Linked DNA regions of Triticum aestivum: region 2 is linked to region 1. The links are chromatin contacts, called in public Hi-C maps. All regions are on one chromosome and are shown on one strand. Each heading gives the region's core, a stretch centred on a gene start, on an enhancer-like site or on the middle of the called end of the contact. The rest is flanking DNA. Distances are from core to core; before and after follow the strand shown.

Region 1 (4,169 bases), core at 712-3,211:
CCACTTAGAACATGCATAAAGCCACAAACATAGTTCATAAATTCTTCTTTTAGGAAAAAAAGATAAGGAGATAGTTCTCGTTCGAGCATTAAACATTTTTCCTGCCACAACAACAATTAACCTAGTTGTAACATAAATATAGGATTCAATTATTACAATATGAAACGTTGATCTTCTTTCTGGATTATTAGTTCATTTGGTATTTTCCCTTGCTTATTTGAATGCTTAATGTTTTCCGAATTTGAATATCATTTGTTTTTTTTCTTAAAATTTGAATGGTGACAAATATTTCATGGCCCATTCATCACTCTCACCTACCCTTAGACAGCCTGGGCCAAAGCCCATCTCTCGTACTCTCTCCCTCCTCCCCTTATCCTCTTCCCATTGGCTGATGGGCCAAATGTCTCCCTTAAGTCTAACCTCTCTCATAAGAGAATTCTGATTTACGGAGCTCAGAAATGCTGACAATCTTAAAGTCAGTCAAAAATACTAACCAGAACTCCACCATCTCATTTTGTAAGGCATGAAAAAATTTCTAATCTTTCCCATATTGTTTGACAGGATTTGCCTCTGGTACTCAGTGTGGGTGTTTTCTTTCCTTTTTACCCCTGACGTACCAAGTGACTTACCGCTAATGTTCTAATTTCCAATCGCTAATCATAGGAGCGCTAGAGGAGCCTGCATGCTGAAGGGCCAGATCCCAGAGGGCCACAAACCGCATGCAAGAGGCGTGCAGTGAGGCTAGCGATTCAGTTATTGGCAGAGGATGTGATCACCCAATTATTAAGGAAATTAGTGATGGCACATTGGTTCAGCGAGCAAGGGGTTGGTAGGTTTTTATATGGCGTTAATTACCGTGCAGAAGGGGATAACGGCTAATAAAAAGAGACAGGAGTACCATTGAATGAATGGCATTGACTATTTATTAGCTCAGAGTCTCCGCAGAAAATAGAGGAAACAAACTATTAAAGGCTACTAGTCGTTAGGAGTGAAGATGAATTAATCATTTCCGCCAGAAAAAACCGAAATAACTATCAGGTTAGCATTGCATCACACATTTAAGAAGCAGAATGAATCCAATACCATGTTTTCGGATATGAAAACCCACAGTACTAAGAAAATATCCATCAGGATATGTATAGAAGGGACTTGTAATGCATGCACGAACAAGCAATATGCATAGACAAGAAAAGAAGACGATCCAAGTGACCAAGTCAAATCAGAGCATGCTGATACTCGCAGCAGTATAACGGCAAGAGTGCATATCTGCGAATTACTCCGACCCCTCTCTCACATCTTCTACCACGCAATCCATCAAATCGAAAAAAACATCAAATCAAACACCCAAAAGATTGCCACAATCGAGTGTTTTTCGACGCCATTGCTTCTTCCAGGCAATATAATGTTCTCGAATTGGGAAGCTAACTGGGGTTCATGGCTACAGGTGGCGAACACGCATGGAAAAACACAAGAACAAAACCACACCGTTCCGAAGTCCGAACCCACCATCCAGGCCCCACACCCTCCCCGTGCGAGGCGGCAGCGAGTGCACGGCCAGCCTCTAGGGTTGGCGACTCCGGAGGCCTGGCCGAATCAGCAAATTGCCCGCGCCACGAACACGGAACAGCACCAGCACCACACCGCGAGCTAACCACCGCACCACAAGCTAAGCATGGAGGCGCACCGCGCCGAGCGCACGCTGACCCAGGAGAGGAGAGAAATGAGCAAAGCGTACCTCACGCGCGACGGCTGAGGCGGGGGTCGAGACGCCGAGCGTCCCGCCGGGCAGAGCAGCGGAGGGCGGTGCCCGCACCGGAGAGCACCGCGGGGCGGAGGAGAAGGGGGATTGGGGGAAGGGTTTAGGGGAGGGCAAAGGATCTGCGGGTTAGGGTTTGGGAGCGGCCATGCGAAGAGGGCCCCAAACCGGTTCGAACCGAGTCGAGAGGAAGGGGAACGCGGAAGTGAGTTGCGGCCGAGGTGGGGAGTGGGGGTGACCTTTATGAGCGTGAGCTCGGCGTACCACGTGCTCGCGTGCACGCGGCCATCCGGGCGCTGCCACCCGGGCGCTTTGCACTGGTAGAGCCGTGTGGCGCACGGCGGGCTGCTGCTCACGAGCGGTGTACAGCCAAGCCACTGGTAGTCCATCCCACTTAAATTTTTTTAGTGGAATCTCACTGGATAGAAAAAATAATAATTGGATTATCCCACTTAGCCCATTGGGAGCCCACCTTGCCCCTTTTAGCTCAGTAATAAAGCTTTGTGAGATTCTCAAAAAAAAAAAAAAAAAAAAAAAAAGCTACCCAGGGTCTCGTGTAGCTAGGAGTATTCAGTTAACAGGAACCTGAAACAAAGTATGCATGCAACAGGTTATACTTCGGACTCCAGCATCTTCCGTTGCTTGTACCGGTGCTTCAGACTCCAGCATCTTCAGTTGCTTGTACCGGCGCCTCGCGAGTTGCCTGGCTACGGCTTCCCATGGCCCAGGCTCCAGCTCCTCGCCACAGCCGCGCACCTCCGAGCGCCACAGTTGACCACCTCCTCGGCTCCGCGAAGATGAAGGACATGGGGGACGAAGCTCCCATGCTCGCCCGAGGCAGGGCCGAGGTGTGGCGGAGGAGCACGGTCCTGACAATGGAGAGCACCACGGCTGCAGGCACCAGGGCATGACTGCACCTGCACCTCATGGCATCTCCTTGTGTCTCATGCACGCACCGGCGACCGCTCCTGAACTACCATCGAAGCGGCTAACGAGCCGCTTGGTCAAGCACGCGCCAGAGTGCCGCCGGTCCGGTCTACGTGCATATGAGAGTGTAAGAGTGTAAGTAACAGATTACTAATGGATGCTAAATTAGTGTTTACGTCTACATACATGTGCGAAGTGGGATCCCACTTTCTCCCATGTGATGGGATGGTCAAGTTATTCCCATTAAATATATTGGGAGCAAGTGGGGTAAAGGTGGGACTCCCATGTGTAGCCCCACTTGCAGCCTGACGCTGAACTCAAGCACTTGCATCATCTACCCGGCCGCCTTATTAAAATCGGGTCTCAAACGCCGGGACGGTCGACCCGACCACTCACCTGTCAAAAATCTAATCATCCATACGCCTCAAACTAGCCTTAAACGTCAGGGCATACCGGCACCCCTCATATCCATCCCAAATGTAGGGCGTATATGAGGCGGCCCGAGCGCGACCGGTCGTATCGTGCTGACAGTCGGGTCCCACAAGTAAACACTCGGAAACCCAATAGTCGTCCAGCGGGCATCTCATCCGGTGGGGTGTGAATGTCCCGACGCCGCTCCGAATCGCCGCCAGAGGGCCAGGGCCCGGCTATTTAATCCGGACGACGTCTCCGAGCCCTAGCCACATCTGTTCACTCCCTCTCCATGTCGTCAGCCCGATCTCATCCATCAACTTCTCGCCGCCCTCCACATTCGCTCCCGCTCTCCTTCTCGTCGTCCATCTCCACTATGGCCCGGCAGAAGAAGATGGGCTATGCTATGCTTACACCCGAGTGGCGTGTCCAACTGCTCGAGGAGATCTTGGTTAGGCGCACCGCCCCGTTGGCAGCAGGCATGACTCCAGATTCTTCGGAGACGGAGGAGGGGGAGCAGCGAGCCAAAGCCGGAGCCCATGGAGGAGGAGGAGGAGGAGGAGGAGGAGGAGGAGGAGGAAGCAACGGCAGAGCCGGTGCCGGTTGCTGGCTTCGCCATGGTGAAGTACGAGGTCGCTCAGGCGCCGGAAATGGTATAGCAGATCGCCATCTTGGAATCCAGCCAGAATGAGGCCTATGTCGAGGTGAACCGATGGTTCATCCGGCAAGAACGGGCGGTGACCAACATGCCTTTTGCTGAATTGGAGGTGGAGGAGGAGGCGGGGGCCAACACCGAGGAGCTGGAGGAGCCGGCATTGCCGCTGCTGCCCATGTACAAGTTGATCTACGTAGTACGTATATGTTTCTTTTGCATGCTTTGTATGGTTTAAAGGATTGAAGTATGAGGTGTAAATTTGAGGGTTGCTTGGATGCTGCTCGCGGACGCGCTCGGGTGATGGTGTTCTGGATAGGGGGTGCTAACCACGTCGGGCCCCAATCATCGGTTAGGTCCGAGGACCCCAGACAACCGACAAGTGGGTCGCGTTTGCCATGCCCCACGACATACTCAAGATGA
Region 2 (4,169 bases), core at 1,040-3,539, 890 kb after region 1:
TTAACATTTATTTCTTTTAGTACTATCATGTTTGGAAGTTCTTCAAATTTACCCAAAATTTTCGGTTGAGATTACATTTTCTTGCCCCATACTGAAAATTGTTGATTTCACAAATTTCATCCAATATTTTGAGAATTCCACTTCTAAGAGGCGTGGCATTGAACATTTCATTTAAATCAAAACGGTCTAATTTTTACCCTCGACTATTTATGAAGCCTACGTTTGGTCGCTCAACTCATCAAATAAGTTTGGTCTAGATTTATTCCCTTGCCACATTCAAAGCAATTTTGTGATGGTCTGGTGGTAGTTTACCACATGTACAAGTCCCTTCGGAAACAAGAGTTGGAAGCGGGGAGCAGACCTCATAAAGAAAAACATAAATATTATAGGAAATTTATGAAATATGAAATGAGTTTTAAAATAATGAAATTTATAATATTGTAGAAAAGGCATGGATTTCAAAAAGAGGTTTCCCCTTTCAACAGTTTTGAAACTTGACTCTTTTTCAAATTCTCGTTTTTTCCCTATTATTCCAAAAATAGATAAGAATCATTTTCCCTAAGTTTTCATAATATTTTTAAAATATGTGAGATCTTTTTTCCGGTTTCCTTATATTTTCATTGAATTAGCTGAGTTTCCTAAAATTTTCGCATTTTCTTTCTTGACTTCTTTTTCTTATTTTCTTTTTTCAGGTTTGTCTATAAAAGAAATTATGACTAGGTTGTCACTTGTGCCAAATGCAACCACATAATCGTCGAAATCACTTCTAGTGGGGCAAGGGACCAAATCCAAACTTTTTTTACACCTCGGAAAGAAATGTAATTGATATAGAGTTGAGGGACCAAAGATTAAAATTTGCAACAATGGAGGGTCAAAAATGGGCTTTTTTCCTATTTGAATGAAATAACATGAAATTTGTAGTAAAAAGGTAAGCTAGGATTCTTATTAGCAACATGATTGTGCAATTTTTACTGGGATACAGAAGTGCACACAGACTGTGATTTGTACACAAGCATGCCTAGGGCTAAACAATACATTTCCCTAATGAACCATCATGGCCAAACCTCTCTTAACTCTAGGAAGGTGAGAGTTGTAACGTAAGAGACCATTTACATGATAAATCTACAAATGTGTGATGAACAGTATTTTTTGTGTAGCAAGGAAGCTAGATTATGCCAATCGAGAAAAACAATAGTGAGATGCCAAAAGTAGCATAAAGCAATCAATTGAGCCAATGGTAATTACCTCTTCTAGCAATGCTAGATACCTTGCTTCATATAAGTGCAGGGTCTTGCATTCAGATGGAATCAACACCTATAATATTTTTATTATCTTAGTACCATCGAATTGCTATAATTTTTTAGAGTTCCTAGCAATTTTATAGCTTTGCAGAGAAATAAATACTGAGACGATCTCGATGACTAGAAACGGTGCAAATCAAATATGTGAGTCCAAAATTAATTCCAGACGTTGGCTAAAAAAAATGAGAATTCTTCAATTACTTGTTGCGAAGGCAGCATGAGGAAGATAAATCATGGCGATGTGATAACCTCACCAACAATTTACTCAGGCAAAAGTCATGACTCATGGCATTGTTGCAACTTGCAAATGCTGATTGCTATAACAATCGTCTGTAAGGTACATTAGCCCCTGTAAGTAGAATTTTTGCAAGAAAACACGTCTCGCTTCAACAAGCCAATGCCCATCTAGCAACTGACTGTACAAGCCTGAAGGTGATGAAACGCATTAGCAGAAAAAAAAAATCAAACAGACCCAGAATCCCTACTTTGGCCGATTCAACTGATTTGTTATGTTCAAACAGCAAATTGTGGTTCTGGAAACCCACCCCAACGCACCAAAGAAGAATTGGTTGCCAAGACCCAAACCAATTCGACTTGCCCTCCAACCAACCATTCGACTGTGATTTATCATTATCATCAGATTTCATCTAACGCTATCCCAGACAAATGAACAGAAAGGGGATCCGCCCTTTGGTGTTCTTCCGAAATGTTACCTCCGCGGGCTGGAATGGGAGGAGGGGGAACTCGAGCGGCGGCGATGGCGGCAGTTGCGGCGTGGACGAGCAGCGGGTGGCCCGGAGCCTGCGCCGGCGCGTCGGGCATGCGAGGAGTGAAGGGTGTATCCTATCATGCGGGTTCGGTGCTGGAGGGGAGAGGAAGCGGAAGGAAGCAGAGGCGGCCATGGATGGCCGCCGCGGCGTGAAAATGTGGTGGGGGTGGGTTGGGTGGTTTCGCGGTTGCCAATGGCGGGAGCAGAGAGATAACGCTGATCAGGTATATTTTATTGGCATCTCTGTCAGTAGAAGGCTTGGAACAATAAAATAGCCCGTTTTACAGTTTTAAGAAATGTCCATTTCAGTCTCGTTCTGTAAAAATAATTCATCTCAAACCATATCGTTAGAAAGACAATGGTATTCCACAGGGCGAGTGGCAGTCCATTGTTGATACAACACTACACATTTTGTCAGGATAGCACAGCCCTGGGAGGCTCATACTTGTTAACCAAGTCATAAGGGCGCGCGCTACAGGAATTCCCTATTCGCCGCGCCTTGCGGCAAGATGTCGCTCTTTCGCACAGGGATCAAGCGGTCGTTCGGATATGGGCCAGCCTGTTTAAGCGGTTTTAGCGTTCCCGGTTTTGGGAACCTTCTAGAAGTTCCCAGCCGGTTTTCTACGGTTTTGGAAAACTTCTAGAAGGTTCCTGAACCAGATTTTTTTCTATTCTGTTTCTCTTTTCTTTTTACTTCTTTTGCAGTTTCTTTTTCCTTTTTCTCTTTGTTTTCGTTATTTTTTCATTTTTTGATTCTTTTTCCTTTCCTTTTCATTTTTCTTTCTCAAATTTATTTTTCTTTTTCCAAAAATGTTCACATTTAAAAAAAATCTTCATTTTCATATAAAATGTTCATGTTTCCAATTTGACTTCATAAATTCCAAACGAAAACAGAATTCCAAAATTTGTTTGCGTTGTTTCACAAAATGTTTGGTAATTCAAAAAATGTTCACCTTTTTAAATTTTGTTCACAAACCAAAAATATTTGTTTTCACAAAATTTCTATTTAAAAAAATTTGTTTCACAAATTCCTAAAATGTTCGCATGCTTAAATTTTGTTCACAAATTCAAAAATGTTTGAGAATTAAAAAAACTTGTTCCTGATTCAAACAAACTGAAATAATGCAAAAGTATTCTGGATCTTCAAAAATTCTTTCCATTTAAAAAATTTGTTTGCAAATTCAAAAAAAAAGTGTTTTAAAAAATTGTTCACATACTAAAAAAATGTTCATGTTTAAAAATTTGTTCACAAATTCTAAAAATGTCCGCATGTTTAGTTTTTGTTCCCAAATTCAATTTTTTGGGGAAATTTAAATGTTTTCCTGTTTTCCAAAATTGTTCACATATTCAAAAAATGCTATATTCTACAAAATCTGTTCACAAATTAAAAAGTGTTCACATGTTCAATTTTTTTTTACAAATTCCAAAATATTTGGGAATTTCAAAAAATTGTCCCTGTTTTTTATTTTTTCGCAAATTCACAAATGTAATGGTATTTCAACAATTCTTTCCATTTTGCAAATTTGTTTCCAAATTCAAAAACTATTTTGTTTTCAAAATTTGTTCACATATTCAGAAAATGTTCATGTTTAATTTTTTTCACAAATTTAGAAAATGTACGCATGTTTTTTTTTACAAATTCAGGAATATTTGTGAATTTTCAAAAATGTACCTGTTTTCCAAAATTGTTCACATTCTAAAAATGCTACACTTTTAGGAAAGAAAAACCTTTTTTAAAATGTTCGTGCTTGAAATTTTAAAACCAGTTTTAATGTGCCTCGGATTATAGTTATATATTCCGGTCTGCCACTGTACACACTAAATTTCAGTTATTACAGTGGCTATGTAGTCTCTTCCCTGTCCGGAGTACTTGAGTTCGAAACCTTGCCCACTAGTTTTATTTTATGGAATTTGGCAAACTGGTTTTTTCTTTTTCGCAGCAGCTGGCAATTTCTTTTAAACTCGCGCTGTTAATATTTCAGAATAACTAGCCTGTCGCAGTGACTAGCGTGTCGGGCGCATCTAAAGAAGGTTGCTGGTTCGATTCATGTAGGTAGCGCCCTCTTTTTTTCGAATTTTACATTCCGCGCAAGACAGTG

What was found. A called contact is a pair of places that touch in the nucleus more often than the background predicts.
Region 2: a contact with region 1 is called in a Hi-C map of leaf, with 5 times the contacts expected there. The contact joins the promoter of LOC123091401 here to the promoter of LOC123091397 in region 1. A contact is called at or near these places in 2 of 5 Hi-C or Micro-C datasets (both in leaf).

What each region holds. Positions count from the first base shown.
Region 1 is chr4B:120,841,639-120,845,807 of IWGSC CS RefSeq v2.1, forward strand. LOC123091397 (mRNA-capping enzyme) reads right to left here and starts at 1,962. Exons shown (of 18, transcript XM_044512896.1): 1 at 1,736-1,962.
Region 2 is chr4B:121,731,198-121,735,366 of IWGSC CS RefSeq v2.1, forward strand. LOC123091401 reads right to left here and starts at 2,290. Exons shown (of 7, transcript XM_044512901.1): 1 at 2,015-2,290; 2 at 1,246-1,314. The coding sequence starts at 2,203.